Regions from separate parts of the Mus musculus genome. Here regions 2, 3, 4, 5, 6 and 7 are each linked to region 1. Evidence: chromatin contacts called from public promoter capture Hi-C and targeted proximity ligation data. All regions are on one chromosome and are shown on one strand. The core of a region is the stretch at or near the end of the contact, and the rest is flanking DNA. Distances in the headings are between cores, read along the strand shown.

Evidence for each region. Promoter capture Hi-C pulls out the DNA fragments that hold promoters and counts their contacts. Capture Hi-C pulls out chosen DNA fragments and counts their contacts.
Region 2: a contact with region 1 is called in a targeted proximity ligation map of memory CD8 T cells, with 38 read pairs. A contact is called at or near these places in 3 of 39 promoter capture datasets (embryonic stem cells, liver and pre-B cells), 1 of 484 Hi-C or Micro-C datasets (embryonic stem cells), 2 of 130 datasets of targeted methods (memory CD8 T cells and pancreatic cancer cells) and 2 of 9 other capture datasets (adipose tissue and liver).
Region 3: a contact with region 1 is called in a promoter capture Hi-C map of pre-B cells, with 4 times the contacts expected there. A contact is called at or near these places in 9 of 39 promoter capture datasets (the SN4741 cell line, embryonic stem cells, fetal liver and 5 more), 2 of 130 datasets of targeted methods (large pre-B cells and pancreatic cancer cells) and 1 of 9 other capture datasets (liver).
Region 4: a contact with region 1 is called in a promoter capture Hi-C map of liver, with 4 times the contacts expected there. A contact is called at or near these places in 5 of 39 promoter capture datasets (the SN4741 cell line, embryonic stem cells, liver and 1 more), 2 of 130 datasets of targeted methods (pancreatic cancer cells and trophoblast stem cells) and 2 of 9 other capture datasets (adipose tissue and liver).
Region 5: a promoter capture Hi-C map of hippocampal neurons shows a contact between it and region 1, with 4 times the contacts expected there. A contact is called at or near these places in 1 of 39 promoter capture datasets (hippocampal neurons), 1 of 484 Hi-C or Micro-C datasets (B cells) and 3 of 130 datasets of targeted methods (bone marrow-derived dendritic cells, kidney and pancreatic cancer cells).
Region 6: a targeted proximity ligation map of bone marrow-derived dendritic cells shows a contact between it and region 1, with 4 times the contacts expected there. A contact is called at or near these places in 3 of 130 datasets of targeted methods (bone marrow-derived dendritic cells, embryonic stem cells and pancreatic cancer cells).
Region 7: a targeted proximity ligation map of pancreatic cancer cells shows a contact between it and region 1. A contact is called at or near these places in 4 of 130 datasets of targeted methods (extraembryonic endoderm stem cells, large pre-B cells, memory CD8 T cells and 1 more).

What each region holds. Positions count from the first base shown.
Region 1 is chr19:6,275,560-6,278,259 of GRCm38.p6, reverse strand. Ehd1 (EH-domain containing 1) reads right to left here and starts at 1,364. Exons shown (of 5, transcript NM_010119.5): 1 at 882-1,364. The coding sequence starts at 1,285. It overlaps Gm14963 (predicted gene 14963), which reads left to right and starts at 1,682. Exons shown (of 2, transcript NR_168273.1): 1 at 1,682-1,967.
Region 2 is chr19:5,687,616-5,690,315 of GRCm38.p6, reverse strand. Pcnx3 (pecanex homolog 3) reads left to right here and starts at 1,408. Exons shown (of 35, transcript NM_144868.3): 1 at 1,408-2,319; 2 at 2,678-2,700. The coding sequence starts at 2,167. It overlaps Map3k11 (mitogen-activated protein kinase kinase kinase 11), which reads right to left and starts at 1,185. Exons shown (of 12, transcript NM_022012.3): 1 at 1,050-1,185; 2 at 804-839; 3 at 1-627. The coding sequence starts at 69.
Region 3 is chr19:5,662,273-5,664,972 of GRCm38.p6, reverse strand. Sipa1 (signal-induced proliferation associated gene 1) reads left to right here and starts at 1,266. Exons shown (of 17, transcript NM_001164480.1): 1 at 1,266-1,369. Pcnx3 (pecanex homolog 3) reads left to right here. Exons shown (of 35, transcript NM_144868.3): 35 at 1-338.
Region 4 is chr19:5,459,223-5,461,922 of GRCm38.p6, reverse strand. Fibp (fibroblast growth factor (acidic) intracellular binding protein) reads right to left here and starts at 1,316. Exons shown (of 10, transcript NM_021438.4): 1 at 1,145-1,316; 2 at 764-962; 3 at 407-533. The coding sequence starts at 1,229.
Region 5 is chr19:6,839,266-6,841,965 of GRCm38.p6, reverse strand. It overlaps Rps6ka4 (ribosomal protein S6 kinase, polypeptide 4), which reads left to right and starts at 1,339. Exons shown (of 18, transcript NM_019924.2): 1 at 1,339-1,473; 2 at 1,561-1,632; 3 at 2,288-2,506; 4 at 2,599-2,700. The coding sequence starts at 1,419.
Region 6 is chr19:6,868,231-6,870,930 of GRCm38.p6, reverse strand. No RefSeq gene overlaps it. Among named protein-coding and RNA genes, the nearest start is that of Ccdc88b, 11 kb to the right of the region's middle.
Region 7 is chr19:6,908,748-6,911,447 of GRCm38.p6, reverse strand. It overlaps Prdx5 (peroxiredoxin 5), which reads left to right and starts at 1,342. Exons shown (of 6, transcript NM_012021.3): 1 at 1,342-1,989. The coding sequence starts at 1,831. Trmt112 (tRNA methyltransferase 11-2) reads right to left here and starts at 1,750. Exons shown (of 4, transcript NM_001166370.1): 1 at 1,186-1,750; 2 at 984-1,085; 3 at 775-864; 4 at 420-696. The coding sequence starts at 1,263. The coding sequence ends at 589. Esrra (estrogen related receptor, alpha) reads left to right here. Exons shown (of 7, transcript NM_007953.2): 7 at 1-471.

The DNA.
Region 1 (2,700 bases), core at 115-2,614:
CCCCAATGCCCTTAAAGATCCTGGGTGTTAAGAGCTCCTCAGGCAGGCCACTGTGATTCATTCATAGCATCCTGAGGGGCTGACTCTAACTCACCGGGAACTGGTTAAGCTGAGACTCCAGGAGACACACGAAGTCTATCCAATCTATCCTAGACTATGGGTCTGGTCATTTCAGGAGCCACAGTGTTACCACCCCCTGAAGTCCCTGAAGTCTCCTGAGGCAACACTGACTTAAGCTTTTTTTGTTTTGTTGTGTTTGAGACAGGGTTGTCTCCTGTACTCCTGGCTGGTTTGGCATTCACGTAAGTGCTGCTTTTAGGAGGGGTGTTGGGACTCCTTCATCCCCTGCCTTCAAAGGGGGCTGCCCCCAAATCAGCAGACCAAAGCATAGCCTCCGCGCCCTTCCTACACAAAACCACTGGTCCCTGGAGATGTGACGCAGAGAGTGACACACTAGCAAAAGGAACATCTAAGTCTCGAGGTTTCCCAGGACACACACTTTAAAAACGGACCCCAGAGGAGGAGGGGGATTCATGAGAATGAGCTGGGTGCCTCCAGAATGAGGAACAAGAAAGGGGGGACAGCAATGGTTCATCTTCTCACAGCAGCCCCCCGCTCTGTGGGAAGTAGGTCTGGGGTCTGCAGGAGGATGTGAGAGTTAAACTGAAAACCTGGAAGGTTCTGGGAATGACAGAAGCCAGAAGAGTGGACGATGCCTAGTCTCTAACTTCTCTCGGGTAGTTAGTGGGACGCAGCAAAGCCGGTGTCCCTGGGAGTGGTCGCCTAGGGTCTGGCGGGGGCTCTCGGAGACAAAGGCCGGCTGGGGGCAATGGCTCCGGAGGCCTTTGGTATCCTCGCGCTGGGGGGCAAGGGGTGGGTACCTGTTGAGGAAGGCGTTGCCGAAGGCGTTGAGCTTGCGGAAGGGGCGCCGCGGGTCCACGACGAGCGCGTTGCCGGGCACCACGCCCTCGGTGGGGCCGTGCATGACCGCGATGAAGGAGTCGGTGGTGGGCTCCGGCCCGATGCGCATCCCCGGGAAGTCCTGCTCGATCAGGTGGCGGATGAAGGTGGTCTTGCCGGTGCTGTACTGGCCGACCAGGAGCACCATCGGCTTGTTGTCGAAGTCAGCGTCCTCCAGCGCGGGCGAGTGGAACTCGTGGAAGCGATAGTGCTCCTCCAGCGGCAGCAGCTTCTGCGCGTACAGCTGCCGCAGCCCCTCGGCCACCGTCTGGAAGAGCTCCGGCTCCTTCTTGCGGCGGGCATCCTTGCTCACCCAGCTGAACATGATGCCGGAGACGGGGCTGGCTGCTACAGGACGGAGCGGTGGCTGAGCGGGACTGGGGCGCGCGGCCGAGGAGGGGCCGGCCGGCCGGCGGAGGGCAGAGGGGCAGGGGGCGGGGCGCTGCCCGCACCGCGCAGGCGCAGGCTCGAGGGCCGGCGTGAGGACCACGACAGCGCCCTCTGCCGAGGGTCGCGCGAACCTCGTCGAGCCGCCCCTTTATAATAAGCCGGAGCCCGGCGTTCCCGCACGCTGGCCGCCGCCTCGAGGCTGGCCCGAGAGGAGGCGGGGGAAGAGCCCTCCAGGCCCCGCCCCATTCGCGTGCCACGTCCTCTTCTGCTTCCCATTAGCTGATTTCAAATATCGCGAGCTCGTGGCTGCGGTGCCTTGGCAACCGCACCTGTTTTGCTCCGCCCCTCGAGGGATGGCTCGTGGAAGTGTGGCGGTCGCGGGTGCCAGAGTCTGGCGTCGAGATGTACTAAGTCTGAGCACCATCTAGCACGTGTGGGCTTCCGGACACCCCCAAGTACTTCAGCTGCGCTCCCCAACTGCAGTGTTTCCGCTGGCTAGGAACTCCCAAAAGCATCGGGAGCCTCACCCTTTGGTCTTTTAGCGACTCTGGAGAGGGACAGGACAGCGGGAATAGGGAAAGCCGAGGGAGTACAGGACACCGGGAAGAGGAATATCGGTAAGGAAGGAGGAAGAGTGCGCTGGGACTCCACTCAGACTGATGGGAGAGGGACACGGCAATGGAAACAATTGACGTGACCTAGCGGGGAGTTTTCACCAAGGCGGTGCCAGCTGCGGAATGGGGTAAAAAGTTGCAGCTTTCTGGCTAGATGAGTTTGGAGGAAGTGAAATCGGAAATACCCTTTGTAAGGAAGAGGGGCAGTGTTGAGCAACAATGAAATGTTGTGGGAACTTAGGGGAAATTAAAAGCCCCAAAATTTCCGCTTTCCTGTCAGGGACACCACCAGTACCATCTCTTGTTCCGTTCTGAGTCCCAACCTGTTTCCAGTTGGTAGCTGTTCCCCACCATCATACCTGGCCACACCTAAGCCCCCTTGGCTGTGTCTGCTGGTGTCTAGTGGGTGATGTCAGAGATTTGGGGACTATGATTGTTAGGTAACTAATATCAGGTCACCCAAGTGGCAGGAGGATCTAAGGGCCATTGGAGAAGTCTAAAAGGCACCGGAGGAGTTGTTTAGCACACAGTTGTGGTCTCAACTGTTTGGAAAGGTTGGAGGATCACTTGAACCCATCGATTTGAGGCCAGCCTCGACAACAGACGCTGTCTTAAAAGAAAAAAAAAAAAAGACAAAATATTTATCGATGAGGCTAAATTCATAGCTTAGTGGTAGAAGCACTTGCTTAGCGTGCACAAGCCAGTAGGGCCCATCCCCAACAGCACTAGAGCCAAC
Region 2 (2,700 bases), core at 159-2,658, 590 kb after region 1:
GCCCCCACTGCCACTGCCGTTCCATGACCCCAGCGGGCTCTTGAGGAAGAGGTTCTTCAAGGGCTCCATGGCAGGGAGCCGGCGTTGGAATGTGTGGGGGACCTTCTTCGGGTGCCCGTGGTATCCACCCCCGCTGGCTTGTGAGGCCCTAGAGCCGGAACCTGGGCATCCGGGCCCTGGCCCTCAGCCCCAGACCCACGCCTCTCTGGGGAGCCAGGAGTGTCGCCTCCCGGCCCCCCGCATCTCGGGCTTTTGGAGGAGGGCACCAAGGGCAGTGTGGTCAGGCTGGAGGGGTGGGGCCCACTGGCCTCCGGCGCCTCACCATGGCTGAATTGGAGCAGCAGAGTCCCTCAGTTCCGAAGTAGTCCTGGGAACCTGGCTTCAGCGCCCGCCTACCGTAAGGTGGGGCCTGCCAGGGTCAGCGCCCGGACTCTGGTTGTTGTCTCCAGGCACAAGAGGTAAGAGAAAGTCCCCAGTTGAGCCGAAGCTACCTCTTCTTGGGCTAGTGCCTTGGGCCCCGACAGCTCCGACCCCGGTCCCTTCTTCCTCCTCCCTTTGTACTTTGGCCCCGGGGGCGGGAGGCAGAGGTGGAGGGTGGAGTTTCACTTTTTTCCGCTCTTCTCCCTCCTGCAGGAAACAGCATCAGATGACGTGGGCGGGTTGCACCGCTCCCCTCCCGGAGGCTCCCGGCAGCTGTGCACGGGAGTTCCCGGGGAGGTTGGCCAAGAGAGGTAGAAGGCGGGCCAGGTAGTTCCTCCCGCCTCCCCCGCCCCCAAACACACCGGCACAACTCTAAGCCTTACGTTAGGTGCTCCTCTGCTCACGGTCGAAGTGGATCTCTGCAAAGACAGAGAAGAATCCTTGTGTCTGAATTCTCATCAGCCAAATCACCCTTGTGATTGCCTCAAAACCAAAATCTGGTCTTGGCTACGAAGTTGCAGAGCTCTTTAAGATTCGTTCTTTCCATATATGAAATAACAAGATACCCTGCTTTTCAGTGCTAGAGGGGGATGTGAACAGAGAAGTTTGGGACTTCAAAATCGGCTTACACTTGAAGCTCTTGGAACCATTTAAAATTATCTTCCTTTCACCCGAGAGGCAAAAACCTGAAACTGTCGTTCAGAACTTTGCCCGGGATTAGATTCAGAGTTGAAGGGCCTTCAACAACCTCTTCGTTAGTTCATCACTTGTCCTGTGTCTGTTACTTTAAGAAAGCCTATGTCATCCTGTTCGACTACTCAGGCCTGATCAGGATCACTCTCTGCTTCGGCTAAGCTCTGACCCGGAAGTAGAGGCGTAAGCCAAGCGACAACCATGATTTACGGTCTCGCACTAAGGAGAGGCGGCCCAAGTCGGGGGTGTGACCCGGTAACGCAAACTGGAAGTAGCCGTGAGGAGTCCCATTCTCCAGCTTTTCCCCGCCTCCTGTAACGCATTGGAAAAGCTTTGCGCCAGTCATCAAGTCGTTACCCAATGGCGACTCACCCGGCCGTCCCATATTTTGGTGGCTCTAGAATTTGACTGCGCGCGCGCCTAAGATACCTCTGCATCCCGTCACTTCGCTACTTCTCCGCGCTTGCGCACTTCTGCCGCCAGGTTTTCCTTTTCCGGGTCCCAACAGGTTCTAACGGGCGCATGCGCCAGTGCAGGCTGGCAGCTCGCGGCTCCTTCTTCCGGCCTCCCCTTTGCGCCGGCACCGGTAGAAGCGGGGCGAACGCAGAGCCCCAAGCGAGTGACCTGCGACCCCGGAAGTGGACCTCAGGGTCCCAAGGATTTCTCCGGTCCGGAGCCAAGGGACCTATCACTGGCACTCCGAGAGCACCTATTCCACGCCCACCTCTGGATGCCGCCGACGGGTGCCCAGCCCTTGCCCTGCGCCTGCTTTCAGGCTCGGCGCTTTACAACAGTTCTGGGCCACCGGAGGGGGCCCAGGCCCCGCCTCTGATGCAGTCCCACCCCAGTATCCCGGCCTGATCCGCTGACTGCCTGGGCCGGCCCCGCCCCCTGCCTGTGCCCTCACCCTACCAATCCCCTCCCCCGTCTGGGGGAGGCCATGGCGTGAAATCTAAGTCGGACCCCGGGACCCTCGGGCGCCAGCGGGGCATGGGCCGGGGGCCGCCCCCATGAGGGTCCCGGGAGGAGGGCGTGCGCAGCAGCGGCTGGGCCATGGGGTCTCAGGTGTTGCAGATCCTGCGCCAGGGGGTGTGGGCCTCGCTCACTGGGGGATGGTTCTTCGATCCGCATCAGAGCACCTTCTCCAACTGCTTCCATCTCTATGTCTGGATCTTCTTGCTCATCTTTCCCTTCTTGCTGTACATGGTGAGAGGCTGCCACCACCTGTAACTATGGCGAGAGGGAGTGTAGTCTGGAGGGATGGGCATCTTGAGTCCTGGGGCGTGGAGTGAAGCGAGTCACTGTAGAGTTCACTGTAGAGTTTACTTTGGTTTTATATAGAGGAAAGACCAAGTCTTTTCTGCATGGAGTGACCTTGAGCGCCTCATTTAATCTACCCGGTTAAACAGAGGGCTACCCCTAACAGGGCTCTTTGTACTGTTGCATGAAGGGGTGATGAAGTTTTGTAAACCGATGAATCCTAGTTCTTTACAGTGGTGGCAGGTACACCCTCAAGGGAGCAAGGGTTTTGTGAGAAAGGATCCAACTTAACTGTCATCTCCAGGTCCTGCCCCCCAGCCTGATGGT
Region 3 (2,700 bases), core at 17-2,516, 610 kb after region 1:
TGGCTCTGGTGTCTGCACCCTGATATCTGGCTACTTCAGTGTCACAACTCAGTGACCTAGACTTCTCTCCCTGATCCGTGGCCTGGATCCCAAACTGAGGCAGCAGCCTCCTAGCCAGGCCCTAAGAGCCAAACCCATGGGCTGGTCCCTCATTGGAGCCCATGGCCAGGACTGACTTTGCCTCTGGGGCCTGCACTGCCCCCAAGGCTGGCCTCCTTAGCCTGGACCTGGGGCCCGATATGTGGCAAGGGTGGGTTCATTCGTTCTTTTGTCATTTTTCTTTCTTTTTTTTTCTGTGCTTCAGAGACACCAAATTAATAACACTATTTTTGATTTTGGTTGGCAGTTTTATTTTCTGTGGGACGAGGTGAGGTTGGTAGAGGTGCCGGAGGCAGGGAGGCTGAAGTCAGAAGAGTGTGAGGGATAAGGGGTCAGACTGCTGGGCTCCAGGCAGACATGAGGTGGGATGGGCTGCCTTCCTCACCTGCCTCTGCCTTTCTTTTTTTTTTTTTTTTTTTAATGGTTTAAGAGCTTTATTATAGAAATGCAGGGGGGAAGAGAAAAGGTAGAGAGAGAGAGTGTGTGGGGACGGGGAAGGCTAGAGAAGAAGAAAGAGAAAGGAGAGAAAAGACAAAGGGAAGAGGAGAAAGAAGTGAGAGGATAAAGGAGAGAGCTGAGCCTCTGCTTTTCAAGCAGTCCTCTATGCCCAGGTGGCTCACACATCCATCAGCCTTGATCTTGATCAAAGACTGCTCAACCTCATTTGTTCCAAGCTTAAAGAAAATAACAGGTGAATAGAAAGGATTCTATTTCGTTTTTGAGACAGGGGCTTACTATGTACTCCCTATGTACATCAGGCTGGCCTTGACCTCAGATCCACCTGCCTCTGCCTTCAGAGTGCTGGATTTAATGGTGTTCGCCATTGCATAAATGGTAGCCTGTGTAGATCAGTTATCTAGCTTGGCCCAGCCCTTAAAGAGTGAAATAGTTTCTGGCCCTAATACCTGCTGTCTGCTGAGCCACAGCAGGACACTAAGTGGCCTCTAGCGCTCCAATTGGTCTGGAAGGCAGGTACATTTGTTCCCATTTCTCGGTGAAGTCACTGACTGGGCTAGGACCGGGAGTTAAAAGAGCAGCTGAAGGCTGGGACAGAGAACTTCAGGCTGTCCGGGGCTGCCTAGGTTCCTGTCGGAGGTCCCCACCCACTGTGCTTCCCGCCTTAGACAGCTCCCGGGTAGTCCCGCCCCTCCACTACGTACCGCCTCCATCCTGGCCCCGCCCCCAGGCGGAGCGGAGGCGCCGGGAGCGGTGTGAGCAGGCAGCGGGACCTTGGTGCGGAAGGCAGCGGTGGCCAGCTTGAGCCCGAGAGGTACTGGCGGGATCAGGGATCGGGAGGCACCAGGTTCGGGCTGGATACCCAACAAAGTAGCCTGGACGTGAACCCTTGTAGTGTGGGGAGGAACGGGACTATTGGCTGCTTTCGCTACACGTACCCCACCCAACCTCCTGCCCCAGTCCAGCCCCGAGTCAGCACGTCCAGTGTTCTGTCTCCTGCTGGCAGCTCCCACTCCCTCCTCTGCATGAGCAGATTCAGAGCTCCACTGAGTGGATTCATTGGTTCTGGACTTTTCTCAGCAATGCTGGCAGCTGCTCCTGCTGCTGAGTGTGTGGGGCTCCCCCTATTCTGGGGCTCCCCTTTTCCCAGTGTGACCTCTTTCCCAGCCTTTGCAATCCTGAGTCTGGCCTGGGAGGAAACATCTGCAGCACTCCCTGGCAACAGAAATAGGGTCACGACCTCCAGATGTGCTGGGAAGCATCCAGCGCCTCCTCCTGGGGCAGCCAGGCCTTCCGGATCTGTGGGGGCGGGGCACCCCCCTTTTCCCCCCTCAGTGACACAGGCTGCAAGGAATGTCCTGGCCTCAATGGACCTTGTGTGAAGATGAGGGGTGGGGGGCAGAGCCCAAGTACACCCCTTAAGGCAGGGCCAGAACAAGAGGGAGCTCCTGGACTGGGCTGCACACATTCCCAGGGCTCCTCCCGGCACTGCGGCCTCAGTCTGTGCCCACAGCTTGGTCTATGGACCTGGGGCCTGCACAGTTCACACACGGACATAGTTGGCTTCACCTTTCAGTTTCCAAGGAGTCTTCAAAGAACTCATGAAGTGCAGCATCAGAGCTTATCCTAGAAGACAGACAGACAGACAGGAAGACCCTGAGGAGGTCTGCTCTTGTTTGGTTCTGGAGACCCAGCTGAGGGGCACCGTGGAGCTGCTCCCTGTCCCCTCCCAGCCTGGCCCCCTTGATGCCACTGGATGATGCAAAAAAAAGTACTAATGGAGGCCTGCCCCTGCCCCAGCTGTTGGCTCCATTCCTAGCTCACGCCGAGGTAGGCTCGGCCTTCTCACACCTTTTGCACCTGCCTAGTGTAGCTTCACCACATTTCCGCACTTAGTAGGTCCCTGGGGCCTTGGGTGTTTCAGCCTTACATCCTGTGAGACCTTGAGCCTCTCCCGTCTCCCCTCACAAGGCTGCCTTACTCCTACGCACACGGGCAGAGTAGGCAGGTGCAGCTCTGACAAGTCCAGAAGCAGCAGTTCTCAACCTGTGTGCTGGGACCCCTTTGAGGGTCGAGCAGTCCTTTCACAGGGGTCACACTTGAGATATTTATCTTCTTCTTCTTCTTCTTTTTGTTTTTCAAGAC
Region 4 (2,700 bases), core at 67-2,566, 820 kb after region 1:
CTACCAAAACGGCTCATGGATAAGGTAGGATCTAGCTCCCTTGTCGATTTCAAGGGATAGATGTGGCCAAGAACAGCATCTTCTAGGCAGGAGTACCATGAACAAAAACAAACTTGGGGCTCAAGAAATGTTAAGTCCAGAGAGGTCTATAGTGACCCAACCTGAGTCTGAAGGTCGAGGACAGTGGGAGCCAATGAAAATCTATAAGCAAAGGAAAGCCACGGTCAGACTGAGCCTAAGCCTGGTCCGCCTGGCCAGAGGGGAGGTGGAGGGAGGAGAGGGTTTATATGAAGAAGGAACTGGTTCCACAATCATGGGCTAGACCACGGGCTAGAGGTGGGGCTAGAGTAGTAAGAAGGATCCAGAGGTGGGCTAGACAGGTAGTGGTGTTATGTGTAGAACCCACCTGCCTCCGGCAGCTCTTGAGAGTAATTCCTGTTTTGGTGCTGATGTCATCCAGGTCTTTCTTGGTACCCTTGGACAGCTTCTTGCCCAAGACCTCCCGAACAAAGGCCTCATCAAAGGTGTAGTACCTTGTGGAGGCACAGGTCATTATTGGTGATCCATTAGGGAAGGAGAAGGGAGTTTGGAATTGGTTTCTCTTGTTCTCAATTTTCTAATTTCCTGAGTTCACCCCATCTACCCCTGTGTATATCCCAATACCCTCCCCCCAGACTCAGCTTCAGTCTACAAAATGGGTATAAGTCAGATTGACTGACATCCCTGCCAGTACCCACCCCCGTCCCCCACCCCTGGTGAGCACCTCTCGATGAGGAGTGTCTGTCGGGAGGGAGGAATCTGGAAGATGAGCTGGTGCAGCAGCTTCGGCGGCGCGTGCAGCAGACGCTCAAGCATGTGAAAGGTGCGGTAGTGGTCCATGGTGTCGCTCTGCAGCACTCCTGTGGTGGCTCCCGTCTGCTCCAAGATTCCGGAGCGTACTCGCAGAGCCACTGCATCGTTCACTGAGGAGTGGGCGCTACCATAAGACCCTAGAGGCCCTCCAGGGGTTCCACCTCCACCTCCAATCCTTACACTTCCCCGACTTCCCGCAGTCTGTCCACTTCCCTAAACCAAGCCTAAATCCTAGCCACGCCCCCTCTTCCCGATCCCCAACAACAGCTTCCCGGGAGGGCGGCTCACAGACCTGAGTAACCATCCAGCCAGAGGCGATACACGTCTTCATCTATAAGGGTCGTGTTCCCCACGAAAATGTCTAGTTCGCTGGTCATGACGATGCCCGGGCCGGGTTCGCCCGAAGCTGGAGCTTGTACGGGCCCCGGCCGGGCGAGTAGCCGCAGAGCGACTTCCGGGAGTTCGGAGATTTTGCTCCGGGCACCCGGAGCTGATGAAGGACCACTTCCGGGACGGAGCTAGTGAGACACCGCTCAGCTCTGTGAACGGTTTTTCGGAAGATGTCGGGATAGTCTTCTCTCAGTCTACCCTGTCTTGCAGATTCTCCCGTTAACCCCTTCTGTCACTCCCATCTTCTCAGTTTTCTCAGAGCCTCCCAGTTTTGACCTGTATCCTAAATTAGAATGTTTCCAAGGTTCTATCGTAGCGATTGCTAGGTGTATGTGGCCCTTACTTCCATTGTCCATAAGACAGACAGATGACCATTTTTCTTGTTCCCGGAGTGTATTTATTTTTATTGTTTTGAATAATGTGTATGTGGGGAGAGGGTGTGTACGTGTGAGTGCAAATGTTCTTTGAGACCTGAGGTATCAGGTCCCCTGGAGTTAAATTTACAGGCAAATATGAGTTAGTTGCACATATGGTTGTGGTTCCTTGCTTGTAACCACTTAGCTTTCTCTCCAGCCCCAGTTTTTCACCACATACTACACCCACACACAAGCTAGTGACTTCACTTAAAGTCTTTCAGAGCTCTGCCTGGAAGTAGGTATCTGCAGGGGCACCCATCTAGTAAGGCTGTCTTCTTTGTCTTTTCATGAGGCAGTAAAAGATTTACACAGGAGCCACCAAGCCTGAGTTCGTTCTCCTGCACCCATACTGTGTAAGGAAAGAACCAGCTCCAGGTTTTGTTTTGTTTGTTTGTTAAGACAAGGTCTTACTTTGTAGTCCAGGCTAGTCTAAATTGGCAGCAGTCTTTGATCTTCAACCTCCCAAGCATTGAGATTACAGGATAGGAACCACCAGTATACCTAGTCCTTATCACCTGATCTCTACATATGTATGCACTGTTGTATAATACATAAATATAGCTTACTGGCTATAATTACTAATAAAATTAACCCTGTATAACCTTTAATCCCAGCACTTGGAAGGCAGGCAGATATCTGAATTGGAGGTTAGCCTGGTCTACAGAGTGAGTTTCAGGACAGCCAGGGCTACACAGAGAAATCCTGTCTCGAAAAATGGGGGAAAATGAGTTCTACAAAAGCCAGTTCATCTCAGTGCACTTGCGGGTTGCTACCTAGAGACAGGGGGAGGAGGTCCTGGAGGAGGTCCTGGTTTATAAGACCAGGTCTCCCACTCCACTTCTGGTCCCTAGGCGGAGCACATTTTAGGGTTTCTAGACAGATCCCTCTCAGCTCCAGTCTGTTTCCCTGTACTCTTATCTCCGTGGCAGCCTCAGCACCCATCTCGTTCTAGAAACCTGGGCTATCTCCCAAATTTCTCTCTTCAGGCATTCAGAGCTGTTGATGTGCCTGCTGAGTGCCTCTCTCTGCGGCTTACTCCCCG
Region 5 (2,700 bases), core at 90-2,589, 560 kb before region 1:
TGGGATGCTAGCATGAGACCTTAAGGACAAATAAGAAAGGAAAGGCTATGCTTTAACACAGACGAGCTGACGGGGTGAAATGTCATAGTTCTTTTGTCAAACTAGACACCTAGGTAGAGGGAACCTCACAGCTGAGAGACTGCTTCCAGCAGATTAGCCCATGGGCATATTTGTGGAGGCATTTTCTTGATTGCAAATTGATTATAGGAAGGCCTAAGTCACTGTGGGTGATACATCCCTAGCTAGATGGGCTTGGGTTATGTAATAAAGCTAGCTGAAAAAGTCAAGGGATGAAAGTCAGTAAGCAGTGCTCCTCATAAGCAGTGCTCCTCATCATAAGCAGTGCTCCTCCATGGTCTCTGCTTCAGTTCTGATCTCCAGGTTCCAGCCTTGAGTTTCTGCCTTGACTTCCCTCAGTTATGGACTGTAGCCTGCAAACCAAATAACTGCCCCTTCCCCAAGCTGCTTTAAGTCAGAACGTTTTATCACAGCAACAAAGAAGCAAACGAATACAGGGACAATTAGGCTGGGTGGCAGGATGTGAGTCAGGGCACCCGAGGCTGCCCCAGGGAGGGTGGGGCTCCCTGGGAAAGGTGGAGTGGGGTCCTTGTGCAATCAGCCCTGCAGGCTCCCTCTTTAATTCTTTTTGAAATTACATTTATTTTATATTATGCCATATGTTTGCATTGTATGTAGGTGCAGGCACTTAGATCTAAGGGCAGCTTGTGGAAGTCGGTTCTTTCTTTTTACCATGTGGGAGGGAACTAGGCATCCAACTCAGTTGGTCTCCTTTGGGGCAAAAGCAACTTTACCCATGTAAAGTGGCTTCCTGTTTCTGAAGTGTACTCTCAGGATGCCCATTGCCGGCCCAGCATCAAGAGCCTAGGGCTCCTGTGTCCAGGGAATATAAAGATCTCCAGTGTATTTGCTGAGCTTAACGAGTGTAACGAGTGGTCCTAAAGAAGGAAGTGGGCTGTGATTTGTGTCTGTTGGCTAAGAGGAGCAGAAGAGGCAAGGCTGCCACGTGGGAGGGAGGGCTCCATCAGCCTGGGTGGGCAGCCCTCCTCAAATCCTGGGACACAGACCTCTAGTGTCCTCCATATCCTGCTGGACAGACACCTGGCTAGGAGGCTTACTCCAGCTGCAGCCACATGTCACCCAAAGGCCCTGCACGGCTCTCACTGGTCCCGGGGCCAGGAGACCCTGCCACCGTCTGATGCTTCCCACCCGCAGCCCCGCTCCGTCACGTTCCAGCCGCCTGACTCAGGCCGCACGGGGCGGGCTGGGAGCCGGGAGGCGGTGCCGGCGCCCGCTCGGCCCCAGAGGCGGCACCAGGAAGCACCCGCCCCGGCCGGAGCCGCCATGTAACCGGCGCCGCCCGTAGCCCCAGCCGCGCGGGCCCCAGCGACCCGCCCGCCATGGGAGACGAGGATGAGGACGAGGGCTGCGCCGTGGAGCTGCAGATCACCGAAGGTGGGTGCCGGATCCCGAGGCGGCTCTCCCGGACGGGTGGCAAGAGTCAGCGACCCTCTGGGCTCACTCGCCCCCCTGTGTCCGCAGCCAACCTCACCGGGCATGAGGAGAAGGTGAGCGTGGAGAACTTCGCGCTGCTCAAGGTGCTGGGCACGGGAGGTGAGAAACCGCTTTCACTGGCATGGTGCTTTGGGCCTTCTGCCCGCCCACTCGCCTGGACCTGGGCCTGGGCCTGGTTGCTGGGGAGGTCCCCCCACCCTTTCCCGGCATAGCTCCCCTTGCCCGCCCCGCCCTACCGTACCAGGGTTCCGAGCCTACTTGCCGGGCGTCCACGTTGACAGGACTCTTCTCTGCAAAGTCCTATGCGTGCGTGCCCCCTGCCGCGATTTCCTAGCCTCTTTGGGGTTTTGACTCCCTCCCAAGAGCTTTGCACAGCTTCTCTCCCCATCTTCCCTTGCGAGCCCCACTCTTGTATTTTGCAAATTCCCCAGTCCGGGTTTGCACATCCCTCCGCTGACTGGGAGCGCGCCTCTGCCTCCGGTGCCAGCGTTTTCATCTTTTCTCAGCTCTCTTGATCATCCCAGGTTTGCACGTGCCCCGCCCCTTCCCCGCCCCGCAGGCCTTCTGGAGTTGCAAGCTCCCCAGGCTAGTTTGCACTGCAAATTGCTTTTCAGGCTTAACCGAGCACCCTCCAGGGAGGGCTCACCTTCTCCTTAGAAGGCTCTGTCAGCCTTTTGCACCCCCCTTCCCACCAGTCTGCACCGCCCTCGCACTTACAGCCCACCTTCCAACCGCTTGCTTGCTGCTCCCACAGCCTATGGGAAGGTGTTCCTGGTGCGGAAGACGGGTGGGCACGACGCGGGCAAGCTCTATGCCATGAAGGTGCTACGCAAGGCGGCGTTGGTGCAGCGCGCGAAGACACAGGAGCATACCCGCACCGAACGCTCGGTGCTGGAGCTGGTTCGCCAAGCACCCTTCCTGGTCACACTGCACTACGCCTTCCAGACGGATGCCAAGCTGCACCTCATCCTGGGTGAGGGCCTGTCACATCTCAGCTTTGGAGAGGGACGGGAGTTAGATTAGGCTACCTTGTAGGGAAACATTTCAACGTCTCCTCACTCCCAGACTACGTGAGCGGTGGTGAGATGTTCACTCACCTCTACCAGCGCCAGTACTTCAAGGAGGCTGAGGTTCGAGTGTATGGGGGCGAGATTGTGCTGGCCCTGG
Region 6 (2,700 bases), core at 76-2,575, 590 kb before region 1:
ATAGAGAGAAGGGAGGAGTTAGGAAAATCCCTGAATCTAATTTCTTTCTTTTTGTTTCTTTCTTGACCATGACTATTAACAAGCTACAACCAACTTCCCTAAAATGACCACTAACCAGCAACCCACCTACGGGGACCCTAGCATTTATGTAACTTCTGAAAAGTCCCCAGAATTGTAGATATCACACAGTCACAGAAATTATCTGCTGGCAAAACTATGCTTCTGCTAGAGCACGAGGCAAATCATAATCAGCTATTGTGGACAGTTGAAGCATGCAGAGAGCTCTTGGTGCTGCTTCAAGGATATTGGCAAGAATATTTGACATTGGCTTAGGACAAGAAAGTGGGCTCAAGATAAATACAGCTGAGGAAAGTGTTCCTTTTATCTTGATCATCTCAAAAGTCTGGATACAATGATTGCGGGACTTTTGTTTATACCTTGTTTTTCCTTGACCAAGAACTGACCCTTTGTTTTGCATGTACTTAAGAGTGATATAAAAGCAGCTTGGGAAAAAATAAACCTGCTTTGGTGCTTGTTAGAGTTATACTATCATCGTGTCTAACTGTCTTTTCTTTCTTTAATCCTCGATCCCTCCCTGGAGACCTTGTTGACTGACTGAGTGGGCCGGGTCAGGTGGTTACCACAATGTGAGGGCTCAGTGAAGGACATCTCAGGAATTGGAAGCCAGTGCATAAGAAAATAAAGAAAATCTGGGCCAGTGGTGAGTAAACCCTGTGTAAGATGGGCAGGGTAATAGAATGCTTTTTGTACATATGCTCAGAGGCTAAAATCTAGAGGAGTGAAAATAAGTCAAAAACAGCTTACCCAGTTTCTGCTTTTTATAGAAATTTGTCCCTGGAGAGGCCCATTGGACACGCAGACTTTATGTGCCCCAGTACAGGGGAACGCCAGGGCCAAGAAGGGGGAGTGGGTGGGTAGGGGAGTGGGGGTGGGTGGGTATGGGGGACTTTTGGTATAGCATTGGAAGTGTAAATGAGCTAAATACCTAATAAAAAATGGAAAAAAAATAAATAAAAACTCAGAACTAAAAAAAAAAAAAAAAAAAAAGAAATTTGTCCCTGGTTCCCTGAGGAAGATATGATAAATTTACAGACATGGAAGAAAGCAGGAGAGAGGATGACAGGGTACTTACTATCCAACACATGGTCCTGAAAAAATTCCCATAGACAGAGAGAGTTTAGACGTGAGAGGGAGAAGTGGGTTTCAGTCACCCCCCTCCCGGAAGTGTTTCACGCTTTGGTGAAAGAGAAGGAAAGTGAAAGTAAGCTGTTCCCAGCGCTCTCCTAGGGTCAAGAGGAGGTCAGGAGACGTCCTGCCTGCTTCCTCTCTGCCTAGTCCTCTGGCTTCCTCTCTGCCTAGTCCTCTGGCTTCCTCTCTGCCTAGTCCTGGTTCTGGGTCCCTTTGGTGAGACATCTGGTTCTCTTCCCTCTTTGGCTAATGTCTATCTTTGGAGTGCCAGTCTGTCCATGCCTGTCAGTTTATGTCTGTGGTTTCATTTTGTTTCTTGATTGTTGCTCTGTGTTTCATAAACTTCTCTGTGAGGAAGCTGTTTCTCCTACAAAAATCTGACTGTGACTATTGGGTTTAGAAGGTGACAAGGTGTTCCTCTCTTGAAATTACAGCTAGAACTGGGTAGTGGTGGCACATGCCTTTAATCCCAGCACTTGGGAGGCAGAGGCAGGCGGATTTTTGAGTTCGAGGCCAGCCTAGTCTACAGAGTAAGTTCCAGGACAGTCAGGGCTACACAGAGAAACCATGTCTTGAAACAACAACAACAAAAGAAATTACAGCTAGAAAAAAAACTAAGAAAATTCTGTCTGTCTAACCTAAATATGTAAATATGGGTAGCTGCTACATGTTTTTTTTCTGACTGGTCCTAAATGTATAAATATGTTCTGCATGTGGTTACAGATTATTGGCTTATAAGTTATTGGGTATGGTTAAAATTTTGTAACATTGGCAACAGAAAGTTGGCTTAAAACTGGGAACTCAGGCTGGAGAGATGGCTCAGCGGTTAGAGTACCAACTGCTCTTCTGAAGGTCCTGAGTTCAAATCCCAGCAACCACATGGTGGCTCATAACCATCGTAATGAGATCTGATGCCCTCTTCTGGTGTGTCTGAAGACAGCTACAGTGTACTTACATATAACAATAAATTTCCTTAAAAAAAAAAAAGGAACAGTGTTTCTACTGGGGAAGGTCGTCAATAAATTAAAAACAAAACAACCCCCCCCCCCAAAAAAAAAACCTGGAAACTCAGGGTTGGAGTCATTTTGGGCAACAGAACACATGGCATGAGCCAACCCAGGGAAATATGTCTCTAAATTGGGATAATATGTAATTTCTTTTTTTAAATTGGGTATTTATTTCATTTACATTTCCAATGCTATCCCAAAAGTCCCCCACACGCTCCCCCACCCAATATGTAATTTCTGTCCTAGAAACCGGACTTATAAAAGATAGAATTTAAAACAATGTTTCTTTAATGAGGTATTAGAAGTTGCACTGTCATGCATTCATATACAAGAACTGGCACCAAACTTTGTAACATGAAAATAATGCACTTGGTATTGATTTTAGAGAGACTCGATTGTTTACACTGTTAAAAATTGGTTTTGTCTTCCAAAATTATGGTTATGCTCTGATATTGCAAAAGAAACTTTTAAAAATTATTGTTAA
Region 7 (2,700 bases), core at 93-2,592, 630 kb before region 1:
GCAGGAGGCAGACACTGATCTCAGGGAGGGAAGGGATGGAGGCCGCCGGCTCCCACTGGGTGATGCTTTTGCTGCTGCTTAATCCGATCTCCTCTCCGGAGCAGAGGGGGGCTTGGAAAGCAAAGGCCCCGTCCCTTCGCTCCTCTCCTCATCCGCATTGGGCATTATTGCCCCCCCTTGAAGCAATAACTCCAAGCAGGCTCCAGCCCCTGGACCCCAGGGGTGGCCAGGGCCCCCTATCAGCTCCCACCTCAAGGGGTGGGGGACAGCACTGCCTCTATGCCCTGCAGAGCAATAACACTATATTTATTTTTGGGTTTGGCCAGGGAGGCGCAGGGCCATGGGGCAAGCCAGGGCCCAGAGCCCTTGGCTGTACAGAGACTCTATTTTAATGTATATTTGCTGCAAAGAGAAACCGCTTTTGGTTTTGAACCTTTAATGAGAAAAAAAATATACTATGGAGCTCAAGTACACGGTGGTCGGTGAGTCACTGGGGGGAGTTTGGGGGTCACACATGACACGTCTATTTAACAGACCGTACAACAGAAACACACAGTCAACAAAATACCAAAGTGGCGGCTAGCAAGGTTACGTCTCAGTCTCCTCATCATTCAACAGCATATTGGGGATCCCGCGGCTGATGGGGAAAAGACGACCAGATTCTGGGCATTGCAGGGTGCCCTCCAGTACATCAACCTGCAGGGGAGCAGGACAAAGCTAAGCACCGGTAGCCTCAGTGGGAGGTCTGGGCAGGCGATGCCCAAGGATTCTCACCTCAAGCAACACGTGGTGCATCTTCCTCAAAAATGTCTCGTCGTGCTCATAGCCTTCAGTCGGCTCTTTGGGTACCTCGGCCAAGTTTAACTGTGGAAAGGAAGCGTACGTGGTCAGTGGGCACACGAACACCGAGGCCGTCCGGGCAGGGAAGAGGCTCAGAGCCTGAGCCCGCCCCCAAGGGGCGACAGAAGGGGCGGGGTCCTTACGGTGTCCGCTGCCTGCACAAGCGCCGCCCACTCCACTTTGGGGATCATCCGCGCCACGAACTCCGGGTTGAACTCCACGGGGTTGATGCGGACCTCAGTGGCCTGCGGGGGGGGGGGGGCGGTAAAAAGGTTTAGCGAGGTAGGTCCGGGTCCCGGAGGCTCCACCCTGAACTATATGGGCGATGAACCCTTGTGCAGTTACCTGCAGGCGCAGCGGGAAGCCACGCGTGCCCACGCCCCGCACATGGGAGCTTAGGAGATTGTGGGTGAGCAGTTTCATGTTGTCACAGCGGAGCGCGTGAGGCCGGAACCGGAAGGAGTCCACACTTCTCCTTTCTACCACTTCCGCTTTGAAGCCGTTGAACTCTTCGCCGGACCGGAAGTGGCCGACTTAGGGGACCTTTTGGGGGGCTTGGCGGCAGCCGAGATCGGAAGGACTGTGTTGGGTCACGTCCTGGTACCGGAAGCGTTTCTCGGGGAGACTGCAAAGGCTTACGCCGAATCCCGCTCGCTGAAGAGAGTACACACTATGCAAGTCACGTGTAAACCGGCTGCGTTACGGCGCAGGTAAAACGAACACATTTGAGGCTCAGCCAGATCATCCCCGACCTCTGTTTGCGGCTATGGGTCACGAACTGTCACGTCGGTAAACCAGGCACCTCTTTCTGCGATTGAAGAAGGTGTGCGAGCCCTGAGAGCCCCGCCGCGTCGTAGTGCGTCACGGCCCTGCCCCTCTAAGCCGGCGCTGTGGCTGCGACGTGGGACGTGCGGCGTGGGCGGAGCTGTCCCTGCATCCACCTCCTGTGGGCAGAGCCATCTGCGGGTGGGCTGCGGCAGCGGGGCGGGTATGCTACAGCTGGGGCTTCGAGTCCTGGGCTGCAAAGCCAGTTCTGTGCTCCGTGCATCGACGTGCTTGGCAGGCAGAGCAGGCCGGAAAGAAGCAGGTTGGGAGTGTGGCGGAGCCCGCAGCTTCAGCAGCTCCGCGGTGACCATGGCCCCGATCAAGGTGACCGGTTTTACCTTTCCTGGGTCCAGCCTATCGCGTCTCTTTGGGTTCCACGCGGGGTCTCGGGCTGTCCTCCTTGACGTTTCTTCTTGTCATGTTTTTTGTAAGACCCTGTCTCTGCTTCTCCGTCCTGGGACATTTCTTGAGCTGCCCTCTCACATCTATGCCACGTCCAGGGACAAGTCCCCACCATTTTCAAGCGACCGAATGCTATGTCATTTCCCACATTCTTAAAATGCCTCTTTTGCCGCTTGGCAGCTTTTCCAACCCTTTCCCCAAAGCCCCAGCACTTTTGTGATTGTACTAAACTCCATTTCATCTCATCTTTTGAAAGAGCCATGGTCCCTTGGGGACCTGGGTTGATCTTTTCCACTTCTGTTTCCACTCTATGTATGCTCACCCCGATCCCGCCCTTCTGTTTGATCTTTCTGGGAATTCTTGAACCTATCCCCTCTCCTGTTTTTGGACTTAATTTTTAGAGAAAGAGAGAGGGAGGGAGAGAGGAAGGGAGGGATGGAGGGAGGGAAGGAAGGGGGGGGGCACACAGAGACAGAGGTTGACTTACTATATAGTCTTGGCTGGCCAGGAACTTGGTGTGTAGACCAGACTGGCCTCAAACTCCTAGAGATCTGTCTGACTCTGCGTCCCGAATGTTAGGATTAAAGGCCCTTTATAAAAAGAAGAAAAAAGAAAAACTTTTAAACATGTACT